Linked DNA regions of Mus musculus: regions 2, 3, 4, 5, 6 and 7 are each linked to region 1. A link is a contact called in public HiChIP or PLAC-seq and promoter capture Hi-C data. All regions are on one chromosome and are shown on one strand. Each heading gives the region's core, a stretch centred on a gene start, on an enhancer-like site or on the middle of the called end of the contact. The rest is flanking DNA. Distances are from core to core; before and after follow the strand shown.

The links. Promoter capture Hi-C pulls out the DNA fragments that hold promoters and counts their contacts. HiChIP or PLAC-seq counts read pairs in DNA pulled down with a chosen protein or histone mark. Capture Hi-C pulls out chosen DNA fragments and counts their contacts.
Region 2: a contact with region 1 is called in a promoter capture Hi-C map of adipose tissue, with 4 times the contacts expected there. The contact joins the promoter of Prrt3 here to the promoter of Thumpd3 in region 1. A contact is called at or near these places in 2 of 39 promoter capture datasets (the C10 cell line and cranial neural crest), 1 of 484 Hi-C or Micro-C datasets (CD4 T cells), 4 of 115 datasets of contacts at active chromatin or transcription factors (the SCID.adh cell line, embryonic stem cells, pancreatic cancer cells and 1 more) and 2 of 9 other capture datasets (adipose tissue and liver).
Region 3: a contact with region 1 is called in an H3K4me3 HiChIP or PLAC-seq map of bone marrow-derived macrophages, with 2.8 times the contacts expected there. The contact joins the enhancer-like site here to the promoter of Thumpd3 in region 1. A contact is called at or near these places in 4 of 39 promoter capture datasets (the 3T3-L1 cell line, 3T3-L1-derived adipocytes, the C10 cell line and 1 more), 3 of 115 datasets of contacts at active chromatin or transcription factors (bone marrow-derived macrophages and embryonic stem cells) and 1 of 9 other capture datasets (liver).
Region 4: a contact with region 1 is called in an H3K4me3 HiChIP or PLAC-seq map of bone marrow-derived macrophages, with 2.7 times the contacts expected there. The contact joins the enhancer-like site here to the promoter of Thumpd3 in region 1. A contact is called at or near these places in 9 of 39 promoter capture datasets (the 3T3-L1 cell line, the C10 cell line, cranial neural crest and 6 more), 1 of 15 datasets of contacts at CTCF or cohesin (pro-B cells), 23 of 115 datasets of contacts at active chromatin or transcription factors (the 230-238 cell line, T-cell acute lymphoblastic leukemia, bone marrow-derived macrophages and 11 more) and 1 of 9 other capture datasets (adipose tissue).
Region 5: a promoter capture Hi-C map of liver shows a contact between it and region 1, with 3 times the contacts expected there. The contact joins the promoter of Rpusd3 here to the promoter of Thumpd3 in region 1. A contact is called at or near these places in 4 of 39 promoter capture datasets (the 3T3-L1 cell line, the C10 cell line, cranial neural crest and 1 more), 5 of 484 Hi-C or Micro-C datasets (CD4 T cells, the G1E-ER4 cell line, natural killer cells and 1 more), 11 of 115 datasets of contacts at active chromatin or transcription factors (the SCID.adh cell line, bone marrow-derived macrophages, cardiomyocytes and 8 more) and 3 of 9 other capture datasets (adipose tissue, liver and pancreatic islet).
Region 6: a contact with region 1 is called in a promoter capture Hi-C map of pre-B cells, with 4 times the contacts expected there. The contact joins the promoter of Fancd2 here to the promoter of Thumpd3 in region 1. A contact is called at or near these places in 8 of 39 promoter capture datasets (the 3T3-L1 cell line, the C10 cell line, cranial neural crest and 5 more), 2 of 484 Hi-C or Micro-C datasets (CD4 T cells and cardiomyocytes), 2 of 115 datasets of contacts at active chromatin or transcription factors (embryonic stem cells and large pre-B cells) and 1 of 9 other capture datasets (liver).
Region 7: an H3K27ac HiChIP or PLAC-seq map of embryonic stem cells shows a contact between it and region 1, with 6 read pairs. The contact joins the enhancer-like site here to the promoter of Thumpd3 in region 1. A contact is called at or near these places in 5 of 39 promoter capture datasets (the 3T3-L1 cell line, the C10 cell line, cranial neural crest and 2 more), 9 of 115 datasets of contacts at active chromatin or transcription factors (bone marrow-derived macrophages, embryonic basal ganglia, embryonic forebrain and 3 more) and 3 of 9 other capture datasets (adipose tissue, embryonic stem cells and liver).

Annotation. Positions count from the first base shown.
Region 1 is chr6:113,044,908-113,047,723 of GRCm38.p6, forward strand. It overlaps Thumpd3 (THUMP domain containing 3), which reads left to right and starts at 1,395. Exons shown (of 10, transcript NM_008188.3): 1 at 1,395-1,483; 2 at 2,508-2,797. The coding sequence starts at 2,540. Gm43868 (predicted gene, 43868) reads right to left here and starts at 1,264. Exons shown (of 1, transcript NR_164179.1): 1 at 1-1,264.
Region 2 is chr6:113,500,380-113,503,432 of GRCm38.p6, forward strand. It overlaps Prrt3 (proline-rich transmembrane protein 3), which reads right to left and starts at 1,552. Exons shown (of 4, transcript NM_001289700.1): 1 at 1,471-1,552.
Region 3 is chr6:112,776,924-112,779,774 of GRCm38.p6, forward strand. Srgap3 (SLIT-ROBO Rho GTPase activating protein 3) reads right to left here. Exons shown (of 22, transcript NM_080448.4): 6 at 97-225. Among named protein-coding and RNA genes, the nearest start is that of Gm26799, 79 kb to the left of the region's middle. Within about 2 kb of position 1,453, at least 32 of the 459 cell types and tissues checked have an H3K27ac peak or open chromatin away from gene starts, as enhancers often do. A contact at or near this core is called in bone marrow-derived macrophages and embryonic stem cells, where this site is marked.
Region 4 is chr6:112,727,456-112,730,241 of GRCm38.p6, forward strand. It overlaps Srgap3 (SLIT-ROBO Rho GTPase activating protein 3), which reads right to left. Exons shown (of 22, transcript NM_080448.4): 20 at 2,194-2,343; 21 at 1-85. Among named protein-coding and RNA genes, the nearest start is that of Gm26799, 29 kb to the left of the region's middle. Within about 2 kb of position 1,431, at least 127 of the 459 cell types and tissues checked have an H3K27ac peak or open chromatin away from gene starts, as enhancers often do. A contact at or near this core is called in the 230-238 cell line, bone marrow-derived macrophages, differentiating embryonic stem cells and 6 more, where this site is marked.
Region 5 is chr6:113,417,627-113,420,651 of GRCm38.p6, forward strand. Rpusd3 (RNA pseudouridylate synthase domain containing 3) reads right to left here and starts at 1,714. Exons shown (of 9, transcript NM_001033204.1): 1 at 1,592-1,714; 2 at 1,184-1,323; 3 at 405-449; 4 at 221-320. The coding sequence starts at 1,692.
Region 6 is chr6:113,530,049-113,532,959 of GRCm38.p6, forward strand. Fancd2 (Fanconi anemia, complementation group D2) reads left to right here and starts at 1,634. Exons shown (of 44, transcript NM_001033244.3): 1 at 1,634-1,700. It overlaps Emc3 (ER membrane protein complex subunit 3), which reads right to left and starts at 1,590. Exons shown (of 8, transcript NM_175101.3): 1 at 1,280-1,590. The coding sequence starts at 1,434.
Region 7 is chr6:112,755,602-112,758,544 of GRCm38.p6, forward strand. The region is part of intron 11 of Srgap3 (SLIT-ROBO Rho GTPase activating protein 3); the gene reads right to left. Among named protein-coding and RNA genes, the nearest start is that of Gm26799, 57 kb to the left of the region's middle. Within about 2 kb of position 1,525, at least 8 of the 459 cell types and tissues checked have an H3K27ac peak or open chromatin away from gene starts, as enhancers often do. A contact at or near this core is called in embryonic stem cells, where this site is marked.

The DNA of each region.
Region 1 (2,816 bases), core at 145-2,644:
AGCCCCACCATCTGCCCCACCTCCCAAACATTTATTTATGGAGGTGAGGATCTCACGGTACACTTGTGGAAGTCAGGGGGCAACCCATGGAGTTTGTTCTCTCCTTCCACAGTGTGGGTCCTGGGGATAGAATGCAGATGGCCAGGCTTGATGGCAGACACCTTTTACATGCTGGGCCGTTTGTCAGACCCCTTTTTTATTTTTTACTAAACTACAACGCCGCTTTCTACGATACTGGCTGCTCCTAAACTCTTTGATGCATCCAAGGCAAGGATCCGGTTTTTACCTTTCTCATTGTCCGTGCTGACAAGGACAGTGTGGCTCCATGCCTCAGCTGCTGCTGCCACCACTGAAACTTTAAACAATTTTTATTATTTATTTATTTATTTATTGGTGAGGATGAGGGGAGAGGCAGAGAGAGAGATTGCAATGCAGTGTCATAATGCCCTTGGAGCCAGACTTGGCTGTCAGAGCCCCTGAAGTTACAGGTATTGAGAGCGGCCAGAGGTGGGTGGGTGCTGGGTACCAAATTTGAATTCTCTGGAAAAGCAAGCCTTAATCACTGAGCCATCTCTCCACCATCGCTCCCCCCCCCCCCCCAAAATCCGGCTGTCTCTTTCTGTTGAGTTCTAAGTTTCCTCTTTTAAAATGTTACATTTGGGGCTGGTGAGACGTCTTAGAGGGTAAAGGCTCTTGCTACCCATCCTGATTAGCTGAGCTGGATCACTGGAACCCACGTGGTGGAAGAGAAGCAACTTCTGCCAAGTTGTCCTCTGACCTCAGGTGTGGCACACAAGCTCCCTCCACACACACAGGAAATACATGTAACTAAAATATAGGAAATGTAACCTTTGGCATATATAGAGAAACATGATCTGAAAACCGCAGGCTAGGCTAGGGGCTATACTCTAGTTACAGCACAGCTTGCCGGTCCCTGCAGAATCCAAGCCGGGTATGGTGGCGCACACCTGTAGTCCTAGCATCCCGGAGGCAGAGACAGCGGATATCTGTGATTTCCAGGACAGAACGATCGACAAAACGAGCAGGCCAGTCAGGGCTACATAGTGAGACTCCAATCTCAAAAAGAAATTCCAAGTAAAGAGTGTTGTGCAAGACGGGAATGGGGGAGAAGAATCTCTTTAGCCTCGGTTTCTCTGGCTTTAAGACTGGAATCAAGTCCCAGTCTCACCCCAGTGCTCGACACTGAGGGCAGAGGAAGTAGAACAACCGAGCATCCGCTCGCTAGGAGAGCGCCCTCCGCAGTGGTTCCCTCCGGGCAGGTGACCGGCCTACCGGCCGTTCTTCCTCTTCCGGGTCAGAGTGCACCCAACTGCGCACAGCTCTCCGCGCACACTCCCCCGCCTACCCCGGAGCGTGGGAGCACCGTGCCCTCCGAGGCCTGACTTCCGTTTCCGGGCTGGCACCTCGGCTTCCGGCGGCGTGCTCGCGGTGCGGAGACCGGAAGGGTCTGTGCTTGCTGCCGGTAACTGGCCGCGGCTGGGAGTGGCCGGGTGGGTGGGACGCAGGGGAAGACGGCGGTGGCTTCGTATAGGTCGGTGCTGGGGCTGAGCGTCTGGACTCTCGCTGGGCTTCGCAGAGGGTGGGAGTGAGAGAGCCACTGCCCTTCGGTCCGAACAGCCCTTCTGCTCTCCACACTGTCCGTAGGAGTTGTGTTCACAGTGGCGAACGGTGACACGGTGGAACCGCGTTCACCTCTGTGGCCTGTTCTTGGTTGGCACAGCATTAGGGACAAGGAAGATGTTAGCTTAAGCCACGGCGCTTTTGAAAAGCTGGTGGGAGGTGTGGGCCCTCCATCACGGTAACACCACTCCAGCCCCTTCAACCTCCACAAACACTCCCACAGGACGTCTGTATTACTAGCTTCAGACATTTCCAAGGTGTCCCCAGCATGCGCGTCATTGGATCTCGGCGTCACCACATAGTAGGCTTTCAGATATTTGTAATTGTTTAGATAGTGGAAGTTGAGTTAATCTTTAATAAATTCACTGCCCACTTGTCTACATGGCGGAAAGTAGATACCTCACCCATACATTAAAAGTTTTGATCATTAGTCCAGAATTGTGTTGTTCTCGTTAAAATCTTCTGTCTTTGGGAAAGAGAGATATATTTAGTTTCCAGTTCGAAACTAGGCAGGAGTAACTTGCTTCCTGGACCCGCGAGTGTGGGAAGCAAGAATTTTTAACTCTGAACCACTACAGCCTCACATCCTGAAGTGCTAAGCTGAAAGAGCAACAGAGGAGCTTCTCTATTCATGTTAGCAAATGTAAGATGGTGCTTACCAACACAGATGAGCCTAAGCCAAGCACTGCATGCAGTGGAAACACTCTTGTCTTTTCTCCTGATGAGCCTGCATATTGCTTGTTTAGTCACGTTTCACTGCCTGTAATCCGTGCCCTTATTTATACTACAGTTTTAACTCGATAGGTACATTGAAATACAAAAAGAGATGGCATTGTTTCCCTTTTTCTTCCCTGTATTGCCTCTAGAGACTGTTGGTCCTTTTAGAAACATCTCCATCATGTCTTGTGACACTCAAGAAGCTACCAGAGAGTGCCTGGGTATGAACCTTGATGGCAACAAAGAGCCTGTGTCGCTGGTAGAAAGCGGCGTCAGAAGTGAGTCGGAGCATCTCCAAGTCACTATTGGAGCCACTGTACCCACTGGCTTTGAACAAACGGCTGCGGGGGAAGTGAGAGAGAAACTGAAGTCGGCCTGCAGAATCAGCAAAGACCGCGGAAAGATCTATTTTGATATTGCAGTGGAAAGTCTGGCTCAGGTTTGAACAAAACAGTATT
Region 2 (3,053 bases), core at 302-2,801, 460 kb after region 1:
AAGCATTTGACGCTCTGAGGGGAAAGCCTTTGGCAGCGGCAATAGCATATACAAAGACTCAGGAGCAGGCGTGAACTCAGTGAGTTCAGAACACCTCTTTTGGGGTGGCTGGTGGTCAGCAGGCAGGGGCTAGTCAGCAAGGGCTCCTGTGAACCATCACGTGGATTGGAGAGCTCCGACAGGAGGCGGTCTGAGAAGCAGTGTTTTTTAAAGGGAAAGAGGTCGGCATCATGTCCAGGGACAATTGGAGGGTAGTTCGTATTAGCCTAGACACTCCTCTCCAGGGATGCCTTCTGTTCCTGGCTCTCCCTATCCGGAGCAAAGCTCCCTTGTATATCATCTCCTGTCTGCCGCTGGCCTGGGGCTCCTGTCTTTTTCCTTTACACCTCCAGCCCCTGTACAATCCGGGCCCAGGTAGATATATTCCCAAGAGGTCCCTATTCCTAAGTCCATCCTTAAGTAGGCCAGGGAGGTAGGAGGGATCAGCAGTGGCCAGCCAGCTGAGGGCCAGCTGTGTTAGGGGCAGGTGCTGTGTCCTTTTCCTCTTGGACACAGCCACCTTTGGTGGCTCAGACACTAGGAGAAGTTAGAGGTAACCCCAGAGACTCTTCCGAGGAGTACCCCTAGGCTCATCAGAGGTTGTGGGAAGTTTCAGGGGATTCAAAGACCTCTTGGGTCCAGTCACAGCGTTAATTCAGACAGCCTTTAAGTCTTGGTAAGCCCTCTCTCAAACATCTATTAAGCCCCAGGTTCTGCTCATAGGCCAGGCTGGGGTCTGGGGACCCATAAAGTCCTCAGTTCTGAGGCTGGGGATGAGGTGTGCGAAGGAAGGACTTGGGGCCCCTGATATGGATATAGGTTATAATAATACCCTGTGTTGAGCTCTTTGCTTAGTTAGGCCTCTGTTCTAAACCTTCCCATACAGCAGGTGCAAGTACCCATCACACAGGAAAGGAGAGTGGGCAACCAAGAGTCAGAGAGGTTGAGCAACTTGTCCAAGGTCGCACAGCCAGCTGAAAACACATACTAGAGATACTGAAGCCCGTACAGCTCTGTAGACTTTGCAGAGGAGGAGATGGCTGAGCTGGGCCTTCAGTGAATAACATGCCATCTGCCTACCACCCCCGATGCAAGAGATGTGGGCACCCGCAGTCCAGGCAGGAGCTTGCCTAGCATTAGGGTCCCCATGGCTGGACAGTTCTGAGGGGAGATGAGATCAATCAGCCGCAGAGACTAGGGGGTGGGGGGAGCAGGGTGAGGGCCTCTGCAGGACAGCCTGCAGAAGCTGGTCCATCTCGGGTTACCTCTCTTCCTCCTTCTCCAGCTTCTCTCTCCCTGGCTCCATGCCTTCCCGCAGTGTCCCGGGTGGGGTTTGGCACCGTGCAGGCCCATGCCCGCGAAGGGGCTGTAAGCCTTGCTCCTTGCCTTCTTGGGTCCCGCCATCTCCCCTTCCCTCGGCCAGCTCCTCACCTGCGCGCTGCATCCGCAGCCATGCGTTCACCTTGCGCGCGTCCCTGCAGCCGCTCCCGGAGGCGCATCCTCCGAGATGCTCAGGCTTGGCCAGCAGAGCCCGGCTCTGCCGATCTCCTCGTCAAGCCCGCCCACAGGAGCGCGGGATACTTAACCCTTTCCTTTGGGAACGGTCTCTGTTCGCTGCTCCTCACCGCCCCTTTCTCACAAGCAGCACAGCCCAGATGGTGTCAGAGCCCTGTGGGGTTCTGCAGTGTTCCTTCTAGCTACAGCCCGCTTTATTTGCATACCTGCGGGGACTGGGAGCTCACTTTCTCTGGATTCATACAGGCATAGGTAGATCATACATACAGCCTGGCATATCTTCCAGGCTTTTCCCAGAGCATATTAAATAAAAATGAGCCCACGCTTTCTTAATTGCTCTTGTAACTTGCCTTTCTCCTCATCATTTTACAATATATTCTGACACATTTTCGAAGATCTACTTCTTTCTTTTTTCTTCTTTTCTTCTTCTTTCTCCTCACCCTCCTTCTTTTCTATTATTGTTGTTGTTGTTATTTTGGTGTGTGTGTGTGTGTGTGTGTGTTTGTATTTGTGTGGCCTGTGGCATACCACATCATGTCTGTGGAGTCAGTTTTCTCCTTCTGCCTTGTGTATCCTGGGGACCAAACTCAGATCTTCTTTACCTGCAGAAGCAGCTTGCCAGCCCTAGGTCTACTTCTTTCTGGTCTCCGATGTGGTGATTTTCAGCATGTGGTTAGCCGATCATGTAATTTCTTCTGGCCTTTGTGACTGGATACAATACTACCTGAGTCACTGTTCTATTGTTATGAAGAGACACCGTGACCAAAGCAACTGCTATAAGAGAAAGTATTTAATTGGGTGCTTGCTTACAACTTCAGTGGTTTAGTCCCTTATCATCATGTTGGCAGGCACTGGAACAGTAGCTGAGAGCTACATACTGATCAATAGAAACACACACACACAGAGAGACAGACAGACAGACAGACTAGGCCTGGCATGGGCTTTTGAAACCTCAAAGCCTTCCCCATTTGACACACAGCTTCTGTTAAGGCCACACTTTCTAATCCTTCTAATCTTTTCAAAATAGGGCCACTCCCTGATGGCTAAGTATTCAACTATATGAGCTTATGGGAGCCATTGTTATTCAAATCACCACAAATACCTTCTTTATCTTCAGCCTCTAACACTAGCGGGAGAAATGGAGAAGGCTGAACTGTAGCTGACCTTAGGTACTTTCTGGGTTCTTCTCCCACCCCCATCCCCCGCACTTTATCCTCCCACCCCCAGTTTCACCCCCTATCACTAGAGACAGAAAGAAGGATAGAGAAAAGAGAGATCCTTGAATCTAATTTCTTTCCTTTTGTTTGTTCTTTGAGCACAGCTACTAACAAACCACAACCCCCTCCAACCAACAACCACCCACCCCTGCCTCTCCATAGCATTTATACACCCTCTGAAAAGTTCCCAGAATTCCAATGGTCACACAATCACAGAAACTATGCAGCTGGCAAAATGACGTCTCTGCTAGAGCACTAGGCAAATCACAGTCAGCTGTGGCA
Region 3 (2,851 bases), core at 203-2,702, 270 kb before region 1:
ATAGGTTCCCACCTAGTCCCAGACTTGCTTTAGCTGATGAGTTGTTGCAGCCTGCGTGAAACCCTCACCCAGCCCCAGGCCACCCAGGTTGCTCACATCGATGAGATCAGAGACATCGTGGATGTAGTATTTGCTGATAGCTGCGTTGGTGGCTGCCAGATTCAGCAGGTAATCATTCCGGGCCTTCGTGCACTTGAGCTTGTTCTCAGAATACTTGGCCTGCCTCTGTAGGGAGAAGACATAGCCATCAGAGCCCAGCCTATCAGGGTCATTAATGATTGATGATTTCCATGTGAACCATCTGGCAATGAGTCCCACCTCCTAGTTATGGGATGCTTCTGTACCAAGGCAGTGCTGTTGGACCCTGAACTAAGCAATATACTTGATCACTTGTCATACAGCAGACCTCCAGGTGGTCTCTACCAGTGGGGTGTAGGTAAGACACTCCACCCTCCGTACCCTCCATGGGCTTCCAAAGACTTAGCTGCTGGCTAGCACTCCAGATCACCATTCCAGCCCCTTCTCTGTATATCTGCCTTTTCTCATGCAACCTCTTTTGTCCATCCTCAAGAGACCAAGTGCATTTCTGCTTTGAGTCCTTCAGACTTTCTGGAGTCACACACCCAAGCCTCTAAGCAAGCTGTTCCTTGATGTCACTCAGGACCTTACCAAGCTCCTGATGATGGCCCTGTCTGCTATGCATCCCTCTTATCTCTACTCTGCTCCCCTGTTCTGTCCTGTCAGAAGCTCTTGGTTTATTTGTTGATGGTTAGCATCCACACAAGAAAGCGAATTCCACAAAGTCGATGCCGTGACCTGTCTTGCTTGTGGGTCATGGATCTGAGGCACCCAAACCAGACTGACTAAGCAAGTCTTGGATCATTTTTAAGAAGAGGGGGAAGGGGAGGAGGAGAAAAAGCAGACAAGAAGGAGAAAGTCTGGGTCTGAATGAAAGGACAAACAGGGTAGAGCACCCAGAATCTTGGCAAAGCCACTTTTATGCTTAGCCAGCCCAGAAGGGAGGAGCAAGAGAAGGCACAATGGATAACTGCCCTTTCAGACTGAGGCGTCTTGGGGCAGGGTCTCTTTAAAGAAAACATGCTAGCTGCTCCTTTCCATTCCTCATTCCTTGTGAGATTTAGCTTTGGAGTATACCAGTTCCATGGCCAACCTTGAAATTGTCCTCCAGCATCTCCTCTGACTTGCTCCTAGATCCTCTTACTCGGGGATCATTCAGCATATGTCTCCTGGAATTCACATCCAGTAACAGCGAGACACCCATCCACACAGTCTGGATACTCTTGACCCTATCTAGGGACTCACTGTGACCTTGAGACCACTTTCCTGGACTGAGTTCATTTTAGAATTGAAAAGGACAGTCATGGCATCTTAGCTGAACTCATCTATTTATAGGCAAGGAAATGAGAACTCAAGAAGAAAAGTGGCTTGTCCAGGAGCCAAGTTGCTAATTAGCATATGACTACACCAGGAATGAGCCTCTACAATCTTAGCCAGTATCTTTCCACCCAGGCACTTCCTCTGGAGAGAAACCTTGCCCCAGTGAGCAGCCACACTCTCATTCTCCTCCAATTCCTCAGATTACCAACAATCTACTTCCCGTGTCTCTCGGTGTGTCTATTCCGGACATTTTACATAAGTTATTTTGTAGAGCATGTGGCCTTTTGTGTCTGGCTTCTTTCACTTTGGGGTTCATCCACATTGTGGCTTGTATCAGGACTTCATTCCTTTTCATGATTGAGTTCCATTCAAGTAGTTTTCATCTTTTGGGTATGATGAACAGTGCTACTGTGAACATTCACATACAAATTTTTATACAAATATGTTTTCATGCCCCAGGGGCAGACACCCAGGAGAGGTGCTACTGAGACACATGGTAGCCTGGTCCACTGAAGAGCAACCAGATGGCTTTCCACAGTGACAGAACCACCCACATACACAACCTGTCCCTGACACTGGTGCAAGGTTCCCTGATTTCCACATCTGCATCCCTGCTTCTTCCTGCCAGCCTTTGTTATCGTGGTCCTTCTGGTGGCTTGTGAAGCACTATTGAGCTATGGTTTTTGTTTACATTTCCTTCATCCTTAGTGATGCCACGCAGACTGCTCTGTATTTACAGACCACCTAGACAGGGTCCTAAGGATTGTCTATTCAGATGTTAAAGAGATGGCTCAAGAGGTAAGATCAGTGGCTGTTCTAGAGGACCCAGGTTTGATTCCCAGCACCCACATGGTGGTTCACAACTGCTTATAACTGCAGTTCCAGGGAATATGAATCCTCTTCTAGTCTCTGAGGGCACCAGGTATACAAGTGGGGTGTATATATGCATGTTGACAAAACACCCATAGACATAAAATATTAAAAAAAGAAATGTCTATTCAACTTTATTTATTGCCCATTTTGGTATGACATCTTTGTCTGGATTTTGGGTCTTCCTCAATTTCAAAAATTATACCAGGACATGCACACACACACACACACACACACACACACACACACACACACTTTTATATGCTTCCCTGTTTACCCAGGTTCTATTGGGTTTTGTTCCCATCCAGTCTGTAATTTCTAACGGATCCTATAATCATAGAGTTAGGCCCATGGAAGAGCAGATAAACATCAGACACAGTGGCTGGCATATAGAAGAACTCTGCAAATGTTTCCTGGTGCTGGGGAATAGATGGATATAGAGATTCAGCAAGAAGATTATAGCTTTTGAAGAAGAAAGGAGAGTTAGAAGTCACAGATGTGTCCTGCCCTTCAAAACTCTCTGGCCATAGCAGACATCATTAACCGATCTCAGCACCTTTTCAGCTAAGCCTTGATATAGCTT
Region 4 (2,786 bases), core at 181-2,680, 320 kb before region 1:
GGGACCCAAGCCCCGGGGTGGGCTGTGTGTGTCGCCCCCACTTCGGCGCCTGGGGATGGCTGCTCCGTCGGACCGTAGTCGCACTCTGCAAAGGAGCCAGGGGCAGGAAGTATGGGGCAGAAGTCAACCCTCGCCAGTCTCAGAATGTACCAGCCAACCCCCATGCTACAGCTACACAGGAATCTAGAGGAGCTAGCACAGTGAAGCCTCATTCAGCCAGAATGAACACTTTAGCAATAAAAGGCGGGCTCAGACCTGTGACACCTCCCCTAAAGGGGAGGAGTAACCTGACCCAGGGAGGAATGTGGAGAGTGGGAGCCAGGCTGGCCATGGCAATACTGCAGACCCTAAGGTCAGTAGATTCTAAGGTCAGATCGGGGCAGGAAGATTCCAAACTGGAAATGCTGTGGCCAGCTCTGGTCATATATAGTTTGAAGCCTTTCAGATTCTAGCTGGTTTGAAACACTGAGGCTTGACTGTACCAAAAGGCCACAGTAAGCACAGGAGGGGACCTCTAGGAACAAAACACCTGTTCACTGTTGTCACCCACCAATGGAAACCAAGTCGTTGAAGAGTGAATACATCATTTTAAACTATGCTTCTGGTCTATGGGTACCTTGTCCACCTCCAGTGCTCTACTGGTATAAAAGGGTATGAGCTGCTTATGAAGGGAGGGCACAAGCCTTTGACCCATGTCTGCCACAGCTTTCCTGTATTCTCCCAAGTCCATCCGGTGAATCAGCTACATCAATGAACTATCATCTCTCACCTGCCCACATCTGAGTGGGTTTAAAAATAACTTAAAGATGGCTCTGTCCTATGGAAGTCCCCTAAGATACAGAGGTCTTCATGAGGGGAGGGAAGAATGGGATGCTGGGAATGGACCAAGTTCCATGAGACTGGTGGCAATTCAAACCCTCTGACCCCAGCAAAGCTAAGCAAGCCTGGAGGTGGCCCAATAGGACCAAAGCATAGGTGTTGGGGAGGAAGAGGCTTTTGAGAAAGAAAAGAAGAAAGATGAGCGAGGCAAGAGGGGAGAGAGACAGGAGATGATATGGCCCTCCTAGGAGCAGGGGACCATGCCATTCTCATCGGTGGACCCCAGTCTTTGACTTCTCTGTGGACTCTATCATCCTGCAGTGTCCAAAGCCAAACTGAATAGACTTAGCTCTAAAAAGAGCCATCAGGACCTCAACTAAAATAAATTCTTGAGTATGCTCCCATTGTATGCTGACACAGGTGGCTTCCAATCTCTGGAAAGACTGGGTTGATTACATGACCCTTCTGCAGCAGGGGTGGGGGTGGGGCACACAGACTTGACATTCCAAGAGAACCCGGGGTTGGGGGTGAGGCAGAGTGACAGGCTGTTAGCTTTCTCTCTTGTTCCTGTTCCCAGGAGGACTTGCACAGCGCCTTGCTGGCAGAAGGGTCATGTGATGCAGCCCAGCCTCTGTGAAGAAACTGGCAAATCTGCTCCCACTAAACAGGTGGGCGGAGTCGGGTATCAACTTTCACTGGCACAAAAGGAGGTGTGAGCTCTCTGTTTAAGTGGTGTGTTTCAGGGATGGGGGACTGTGGGAGCTTTAGATCTTTAAAAATGTTGTATGACAAATCACCTCCAGCAGAAAGCTGGAAGGATCCGGGAGCTGCTGGAGAAAGGAAGAAAAGCACTCGCCAACTTCTCTCTCTCTCTCTCTCTCTCTCTCTCTCTCTCTCTCTCTCTCTCTCTGTGTGTGTGTGTGTGTGTGCGCGCGTGCGCGCGCGCGCGCGCGTCTGCCTCTCTTAGTACTCAAGACAGTCTTATTGCTCTGTCTCTCTCTCTGTGTCTCTGTCTCTCTGTGTCTCTCTCTCACTACTATCATATTAAATTTTCAAGACAGTCTGACTATGTGGTCAGGCTGGCCTATGATTATTATTTAAAATAAAAAAGTTCTATGAGCCCAGCATATGTCTTCCTCCACCTTCTTCAATGCCCCTCCCCTCCCCCTCAAAGCTGGGTGGCTCACACCCGAGAATCTTTGGGTCCTTCCAGCCAGCCCACCCAGCTGTTCCCAGGGTCGTGGCTTGTAGGATCAAGGTGCTGTAACAGCCTTCTCCTCCCCTTCCTGCCCTCTTGCTTCTCCCAATTCAGACACAAACAAGCAAATGGGTACTAGTGAAACAAACAAACAAAAATGAACCCATGTTTCCTACCGGCCCATCACCCCCCCAAAGCCGTAATCAGAGATGTGCTCTGTGGGGGACTGGAGGTCATTCTTGGAAGAGGCCTTGTCATCCAGCAGTGGCCCACTGCTGGCCTCGCTGTCAGCCTTTTGGCTCAGGCTATCGGAGAAGGCATCGTCCCTGGGGAGGAGAGAGACAAGAGTTGGAGGTGGTTCTCATGCTCTTGAGGAAGGACCGGGATGCCCAGAACTCCTTCACAGCTGTCTGCACACACCTATGGCTATTCCAGCAGCCCAGGGTGAACACCTTCCCTCCACACACACCCACCACAATGCTCGCATAGCCAGGCTTGCTAGCAGGTGGCTCCCTTGTAGTCTACCCCTATATCTCTGTTTCTTTATCTTTTACTAGCTTGTTCTTTTAGACCCTTTCAATGATGGAGACAGGTTGAAGAAATGGGGGTTGGAGTCTGCAAGCTGGGTGTGGGATACTGAGTGCTGAGTCTCCCAGCATAGGGTGCTGTATGCTGAGTTTCCTATGGCTCCATACAAGGTGGTTCAGAGCCAAGCAAGCAAGGAAGGGCCACTTCAGTCCCTTATCTCCCTATCTGCGGTACAGGATTC
Region 5 (3,025 bases), core at 464-2,963, 370 kb after region 1:
ATAAGGATAACCCCCATCCCCAACTAAAGGCTGGACAGAAACACCAGGACTAGAATCCAGACCTGAGAAACAAGTCATAAGGCCTTTTCTCTCTCCCTCAAGAGAGAGAGCCGAATGCGCTAAGAGTTAACACCAATGTCCAGGGCCTACCATGTATCAGGCATTTGAATAAGACTTTTACTTACAGTGGGTGTAACATACACCCCACACTATCACTTACTTCCCAGGTGCTCGCACAACCTGGAGCTCCTGGTGTTCGAGCCCCAGGGCCTGGCTCAGCTGCGGCAGCACAGATAGCAGCGTCAGCTCTCCTGGTCTCCCTGGGAGGGAAGAGGACAAGCTGCCAGCGTGCCATCCAACCATCTCTACCCCAGCCTTGCCCTCCTCCCTGCCCATGCCCATACCTGTCACAGGCAGACCCTGTGGCTTGTTCAGTGTCACCAGAGGTCCTGAAACAGTTCATGGATGTCAGCAAAAGCAGGGAAGCATGTCTGCATGCAGCCTCGGGGGTGGGGTTGGGGGTGGGGGTTATACAATCCAACCCCACTTTAAATAGCACTTCCTAATCCCTGTACCTCGGAGCCTTCATACCTGCAGTTCCAGGCTTCCATTCCCATTGGCTCCAACATACCTCAGTATAATGTGTGCCCCTCCTACAGTCCTTGACTGTTGCGGGTGGAGGGGGGCTCAAACACCAAGTCAGCCTCAAATTCACTACACAGCTAAGTCTGGTCCTGAACTCCTGATTCTCCTTGCCTCTACCTCCCAAGTTCTGGAATTACAAGTGTGGTTACCACGCCAGCAGCGATTGCTCAGTAATTCTCACATTAGGACGCTGGATCTCGCAAGGCAGGGGCCATATTTATCCCAGAACTGTGAAGCCCCTCACTGCTACATGAACATACAGTCGTGAAGCAACATGTGGGTGCTGACTGCTGGTCCTCTCTGCAAGAGCAGCCATCTAGCCCTCTTATGAAACCAAGAGGCATGCCGCTTACAGAGGCCAGCTATAACTAACCCCAAAGCTTTTTCTGATAGTTAACTTCTGTTACAGCTGCTCTCAGAACACAGGGAGGAGTGAGGTATACACCTCTCCTCGTGATGGTGAGGCTAGGAAGAATGTGACTGCTGGCCTGGCTCCTGCAGCAACAGGGGAGGCACAGGAGCAGCAGGCTCCCCTCACCTTTCTGATCCACCACAGCTGCCCTCAGGACATGAGCCAGCTCCTCCAGGCCGAGGTTCTCCGTCCTCAGCAGCCCCGGGAAGGGCTGGTCCTCGACTAGGTCCTTGTGCTTGCTGGAGCGGTGAGGTTGAGACGGACGCCTGAGAAACATGGTAGAAGCCTGTACCTCCCTCCCTTGCTCACCCTGCCTAGTCCAGCCTCTTCTTAGAACTCCCGGGCTCAGCAGACAGGAGTCCACCTACCCCCCAAGACTTTACCAAAGAGGCACCAAGGCTCAAAGGTCCAATGACCTAGTGCCGGGTCTCACAACATAGTCCGGCTTAGAACCAAGTACTGATCTGAATTTCATGCCTGCCCTCTCCTTGATCTAGTCTCTCCCCATACACGGAAGTGGAGTGTTATAATCACCGGGCCTCGGTGCCGAAGCCGGCATCCCTCTGCCGTGCGCAAGACCCCAGCTCCGGCCGCCAGATCATAGAGACATAACGCAAAACTCTCAGGGCTCCCATTGCCGGGGACCAAGCACAGTACGCATGCGTGTCCACGGACAGCTCAACCCCACCTCCCGTACATCCTCCGTGCGTAGATTGGTCAGGCAGGCTGTCAATCAAGGCAGAGGGCGCTCAGACGAGCGAGAATCCGGGCTTTGCCTCCCCTGTAGAAGAAAAAGTGCCATTTAGGGTTCTGGCTTTTGGGAAAACTGAGGCACGAGGCGGGTTATTTACTCAAAGTAGAGGACGTGTCTTAGAATAAAAAGGGTCGAGAAGACTGTCGTTTCAATTTTGGGGAACCTTAATCTGAAACCCTCCCTTGTAAAACCGAGGGAGAAGAAAGGTGAAGACCGGTATGCAGCCTTTCGGTCAGTACACCTGTCTGAAATTGTAACAGCCTGTGACATAAAAGGTCCCAAAGCTGTGGCTCAGGTGGTAGAGAGGCTACACAAGGTCCTGGGTTCAATTCCCAGCACCGTGTATGTAGGTCACAAAGAACAAGATCACAGATACTGGGTTGGAGACCAGCCTGGGAGATGCGCAAGGCCCCTCTATGAAAAGAAAATCAAGGTAGGCTGGGTGTGGTGGCGCATGCCTGGAACAGAGGCAAGTAGTTAGCTGAGTTTGAGACAAGCCTGGTCTACACAAAGAAAACCAGTCTAAAAAGAAAAAGAAAGAAAAAGAAACGAAAGCTGTGAGTTCCACCCTGGCCAGTATGTCTCAAAAACAAAATACACGGGCGTAAAATGAAACAAAATGGAGACTGGTTAAGATTGCCTGTTGTTGCCGGGCATGGTGGTGCACGCCTTTAATCCCAGCACTCAGGATGCAGAGGCAGGCGGATTTCTGAGTTCGAGGCCAGCCTGGGCTACAAAATGAGTTCCAGGACAGTCAGAGCTATACAGAGAAACCCTGTCTCAAAAAAACAAAACAAAACAGAACAAACAACAGGATTGCCTGTTGTTTTCAGCACCCACAGCCTTGGACTCAAAACCTCCTTTAACACCTGTCCAAACACACAGACATATGTACATAATTAGCAATAAAATAGACCAGACCTTTAATTCCAGTATCGGTCTACATAACCCTGTCTCAAAAAAAAATACAAAAGATAGTAACAATTTTATGCGCATAATAAAAACAGTGAAATAGAAATAATGACTGAAAATAAAAAGAAAGTCTCTTTTTGTTTGTTTGTTTTGTTTTTCGAGACAGGGTTTCTCTGTATATCCCTGGCTGTTCTGGAACTCACTTTGTAGACCAGATTAGACTGGCTTCGAACTCAGAAATCCGCCTGCCTCTGCCTCCCAAGTGCTGGGATTAAAGGCATGTGCCACCAGGCCTGGCGAAA
Region 6 (2,911 bases), core at 384-2,883, 490 kb after region 1:
CACAGCCTCATTGCAGAAGAAGTGTTTTTAGGGCTGGAGAGATGGTTCAGCCATTAAGAGCACTGACTGCTCTTCCAGAGGTTCTGAGTTCAAATCCCAGCAACCACATGGTGGCTGCAACCATCTATAGTGAGATCTGATGCCCTCTTCTGGTGTGCCTGAACACAGCAACAGTGTGCTCACATACATAAAATAAATCTTTTTTTTTTTAAAGTGTTTTTAATTTAAGGTGATCTTTAAATCACCAGCAAATGGAAATCCAGTATTACTTGCCACAAAAAGAAAGTAACTTTTAAATACGATAAAATGAGGTTTTTTTTTTTTTTTTCTTCTTCTTCTTTTTTTTTGGTTTTTCGAGACAGGGTTCCTCTGTATAGCTCTGGCTGTCCTGGAACTCACTCTGTAGACCAGGCTGGCCTTGAACTCAGAAATCCACCTGCCTCTGCCTCCCAAGTGCTGGGATTAAAGGTGTGTGCCACCACGCCCGGCAAAATGAGGTTTTTGTTTTGTTTTGGTTTTTGTTTTCTGTTCTCTGCAGAAACGTTTGAAACGTTTCTCTTCATTAAAGTGATTCCTATGTGATCTGGACAAGTCAAGGAACCAGCAGCACTGTCTTCAGCTAGTCTCTGAAAATGACTAGAATAAGTGATTGAAAACTGTTACTGATTTTAATGTGAAGTGGCTGAAGTTATGTCAAAGTTCTGTCTCCCACAGAAAAGCACTGTAAGAAGGCAAGTGAGGAGAGGAGGCAGGTGGAATGGTCCATCGCAACTCCTCACACGTCTCTGTGGTAGTCTCCAAGCTTTGGAGGCACTTTATACCTTAGCATCTCAGCAGATCACTACAGTTCTTTGGTAGTGTAGATTATGAAATTCACTTGCCTGGATGTTAGCAGGACTCAAGGGAATATTGCATCTGACTCTCAGTGGGTACTCTTAATAACGGAATGGAGCAGGATAGTTCAGAGAGAACCTCACTGACGGTTGGCAACTAGCCTAACAATATTAAGAACGTTTTCTTAAACACTTAGTACATGCAAGGCCCTGGGCTAAAGGCTTTTAGGTATCATCCAATCTAACATCTACATGCCTGCTCTCTCTATTAGGTAGGTACTGAGATTATTCCCATTTTACTGACAAAAATGAAACACAGCTAACCGCCAAGGTCAACCCGTAGGGGCGCGATGAAAACTCAGTTAAAGTGATACAATCAATCCCTGCACTTTCTTGACCAAGGTCACCCGGGAGTGAGGTCAGCAGGATAGGGTGAGGGTACTGACCTGTCAGACACTTGTTCCTGGGTGAGCTTCTTGTCGCTCTGCAGTAGGATTGACACGTAGTGGCGGATCATGCCCACGAAGAAAGTGATGATAACGATGGGCAGGACCACCCAGAGGCGGATGTTGGAGTCAAGCAGCAGCTCGGGCCCCGCCATCTTCGCTGAGAGTTCGCTGCGGGTCGGGAGGAGTTGGGTTCCTCCCGGCTTTCGGCTCCGGGCCTTCACCCGCCCCTCAGTCTGGCTGGCGTGGAATCTGGGGCAGCCTAGCTTTCTCCGCGCACTGTTTCCAGCTGGGCCGCCAGGCCGTCAACTTCCGGTGCGGGCGAGTAACGTCACGCCACGGCGCGGCTTTGATGGCGTCAGAGCGCCGTTCTTCTAGCGGGAAAGTCGAAAACGAAGGGAAGCAACTGGCGGGTCCCCAGGTTAGTGGCTTTTTAGGCTTTCCTGGGAGCGAGATGGTATCTCTCCGAAGTCAGACGGCCCTGACTTGTTCTAGTGTTTCCCTCTGAAAAGTGGCTGTCAGTGATTACATATTATTGTAGGAAACGCATAATAAGAAATCTCGTATAATAAGAAATTTGAACCTGTTTTTAGTTTTTGAGGCTTTTTTTTTTTTTTTTTTGGCAAGACTTATTTAATGTATATGTATGATTTGACCTTCTGTGTTTATGTGCACCACATGCATATAGGAACCCGAAGGGGCGCAGGATTCCCTAGAACTGGAGTTACAGGCAGTTTTGAGCCGCATGTTTGAATGGGAACTGAACCTGGGTCCTCTGCAAGAGCAGTAAACGCTCTTAATCCCAGAGCTGTCTCACCAGCCCAGGAACGTTAATCCTTAATAGAAACCATTGCCCTAGTCTGGAGAGATGGTTTGGAGGTTAAGAGCACTGGCTGCTTCTCCAAAGGTCCTGAGTTCAATTCCCCTTAACCACATGGTGGCTCATAACCATGTATAATGAAATCTGATACCCTTTTCTGATGTGCAGACAGAACATTGTATACACAGAAAAATAAAGAGAGAGAGAGAGAAGCTGGGTGGTGGTGTCACTTGAGAGACAGAGGAAGTTGGATCTCTGAGTTCGATCAAGGTCAGCCAGTCCTCAGAGTGAGAGAAACCCTGTCTCAAACAAAAGAAAGCAAAACAAAAAAACAAAACCAACCAAATAAAAAACAGTAATAATAATAATAGCCCATAGTCTTGGCTTTTAGGAGGTGGAGGCAGGAGAAGTTGCCTTTGGCTATGTATGAGTTCAAGACCAAACAGCTACACAAGACCCTAGAAGTTGAAAGTAAGACAAAACCCACAGATTCTGGCCTGTCTAAGAACCAAAAATAAATGAACAAAACAAGGAGTACAGATTCTGGAACCAGACTTTTTAGAGTTAGAACCTCAGCCCTTCCCCTGATTAGGAGACTAGTAATGGTATCTTTCTTAAGTTAGCATGTGAGAAATATGTAGATTATAATTAGAGCATATAAGACAAGGTTGTTTGTTTGTTGGTTATTGAGATAGGGCCTCACTGTATATCTGAAGCTGGCCTAGAATGTAACTGGTAACTATGTAGACCAGCCAGTCCAATTTACATGGTGGAATCCTGTCTTAAAAATAAATACGTACTAGAAAAATAGC
Region 7 (2,943 bases), core at 275-2,774, 290 kb before region 1:
CACAGGGAGGGGAGTCCTGATACCACAGTCCACCAGGAGCAATGAAATGGCCACAGACACCAGACCCGTGTCCACAATTGCTCGCCATGCATGGGCCTGGACTGGCTTCTTTGCTCATTTCCTTACACAAACTGGCCCGACTCAACACTGGGGACCTTCAGGGAAAGGGATTTTAGAAAGTTTGGAGGAAGCACCCTTCCCAAATGAGGCAGCTTACTTTCAAATGGTTTGGCTCAAGCTATGGGAACAATGAGTGTATATTCAGCCAGGCAGATAACGGGCATATATGAGAAGCAAAGACTTGCCCCTTCTCCAAGTCTTGATTGACTTCTGTGTATTGGCAAGAATCTTCTGTTTGTTTCTGAGACAGGATCTCATAAAGTCCAGGGTGGCCTCAAGCTTGCTATGTAGCCGAGTATGACGTCATACTCCTGATCCTCCTGCCTCCATCCTTTCAGTGCTGGGATTATAGGCATGCACCTTTGCACTGGGTTTAATGTGGTGTTAGCAACTGAACTCATGGCCTCGTGCATGCTAAGCAAGCATTCTACCAACTAAAGTATATCCTCAGCCCACACAGGCAAGAATTATATGGACTGTGGAACCAACCAACACGAAGGAGGCTTGCCCTGCCTCTCTCCCTTGGGCTTCCTGTGCCCATGTCCTTCAGCAGCCCAGCCATACAGGACACTCTAGCCAAGTCCTCCAGAATGTTTCTAAGTGTTGAGCAAAGGCTGCTAGCTCCAGGACATGCATGGGCAAACGGGCAAAGTCCAAACAGCATGCCACCCAATCAAGGGCACCAAAAGAACAGCACAATCCAAACTCTGAGGAGAAACAGCTGGCAGGATTATCTCCAGCCCATCTCGGACGGATGTGAATTTGGTTAGCTAAGTCCATGTCATTTCCTTTTTGTAAAAAAATACTACATCTTTTTTGAGAATGTGTGAAAACAGGGAGGGGGAATCTCATATAGTGGCTCTCTGCTTTTGAATTTTCAAATGTAAAAGCCAAGAGAAAAAAAAAATATGACACAAAGCCACAGGATCCAAATTTAGGGATGAAGAATAAGGAGGATGGCAATGCCACCATTTTTGTTTTCCTAGTACTGTGGGCTCTGGAGACACTTCTCCCACATTGCATGATTAACCCCCTCGCAAGTCTGGGAGGCCAAGGAGCCCACAGGAAATTAAGAAATTTGCCAGTGGCTACGCAGATGGGATCTATCAAGAGCCGGGAGTGGAGTGGAATGCAGTTCTTCCTACTGGAAGCTCCATCACAGGTATGAAGTAGAGAGAGGGATCTTGCTAACTGTCTATCCATCTCTCGAGGCCGGCAAGAATGGGGATCTTGGCACAGGCACTGAAAAGGCAGAGTCGAAAGCTCTAGGAGCAGGATATGCTTCCCCAGGTTTTTCCTGCCAAGTCCAGAGTATAAAAGAAAATGAAGGCCTCTTTCCCCACCCCATGGTGCACTGGGGAGTGGCTGGAATCTCTGACAAGGAAACGTAGCTATCCCAACTTTGAATGACACCAAATCTGTATCAACTTACTGGAATGCTGGGTGGGGCACAAAGTGGGGAGCAGGGGGGCAGCTCAGCCAAGGAAAGTGGGGCAGCCTAAGCCTTCCATCTCTTCTGCTGCTCAGTTGCAGAGCAAAAACAAAACAAAACAAAACAAAAAAAGGAAAGAGAGAGAGAAGGGAAAACAGGAGCAAGCCACAGAGAGGAGAGAAGGATACCAGAGACAATGGCAATGGCCCCTCTCTGCCTTTCAGCTGGGATGAAAATTAGCATATGCTGGCAACACAGGCGTGGCCTCAGAATTAGTCTGCGACAAAAAGCGAGAGATTAAGAATTCCCCCAAACAACCCAACAGATGTGGGTGTCAGTATCCAAAATGGTGTCAACACTGATGTTCAAGGGCTTGTGGATTCTTGGAAGCTGACTGAAGTTGGATATAAACTGAGCTGCATCTGATAGGTCGTGACATCTCCCTTCACATAAGGACTCGGGCCTCTTGTCAACCTGCTTAAGGAAGCTGATCTCCTTTCAAATCATAATGATCAAGAACTGGTGTTTGCATCTCACTTTGCCGTTTTTAATCAATTCTTCAAAGTCCATTAGCACATCTGGTCTGCCTATAGGAACTGCTGAACAGCTTTGAGAACAGCGGGGCTACGGTGAATTGAGGCCGTTCACAAATCTGGCTTTAAGTGTGAGAAAGAGGCCAACTAGACAAGGGCAAGAGCAAGTTGGCTGAGGGAACCTGCACGGACGAGGGTCCCAGATGCCTCTGACTGTGAGAATCTACTGTCGACACAGCCGAGGTGCAGAGACAGATCATCCGGGGCCTCTGGGACTCATTTTAAAACCACTTTCAGGTTGACAGTGAGGTCCACAAGCTCAATAATGAGCCAGAAAATATCTGGCTAGGTCTGAAATTTGGGACAGGATGCCTAAGTGGGAGGTCTAGTCATCCAAACTTCGACTTCCCAATCCCTAGGCCAAAGCAATTGTAGAAGACAGTATTTCAGACGGTTTAAAAAAATATGTATATATAGGGGTTTGGGTTTTTTTGGTTTTTTTTTTTCTTTTTTTGAGATAGGGTTTTTCTGTTTAGCCCTGACTTTTCTAGAACTCTCAAATCTGTCTGTCTGTCTGTCTGTCTGTCTGTCTGTCTGTCTGTCTCTATCTATCTATCTATCTATCTATCTATCTATCTATCTATCTATCTATCTATCTATCTATCTATCTATCTATTTCCTGGGCTTTCTTGGGGCTGGGGGAGCCTAAGACCTGGCCAAGGGATATATTATGGCTCTTCTCCACCCCGACCCCATAGTCTGCTGGAGCAATGTCCTGCCTGCATCTTACAGATTAGGAGGCAGGAAGACACGGCCCAATTCATCCCACTTTGGTATAAAGTTCTCTGAGTTTTATAG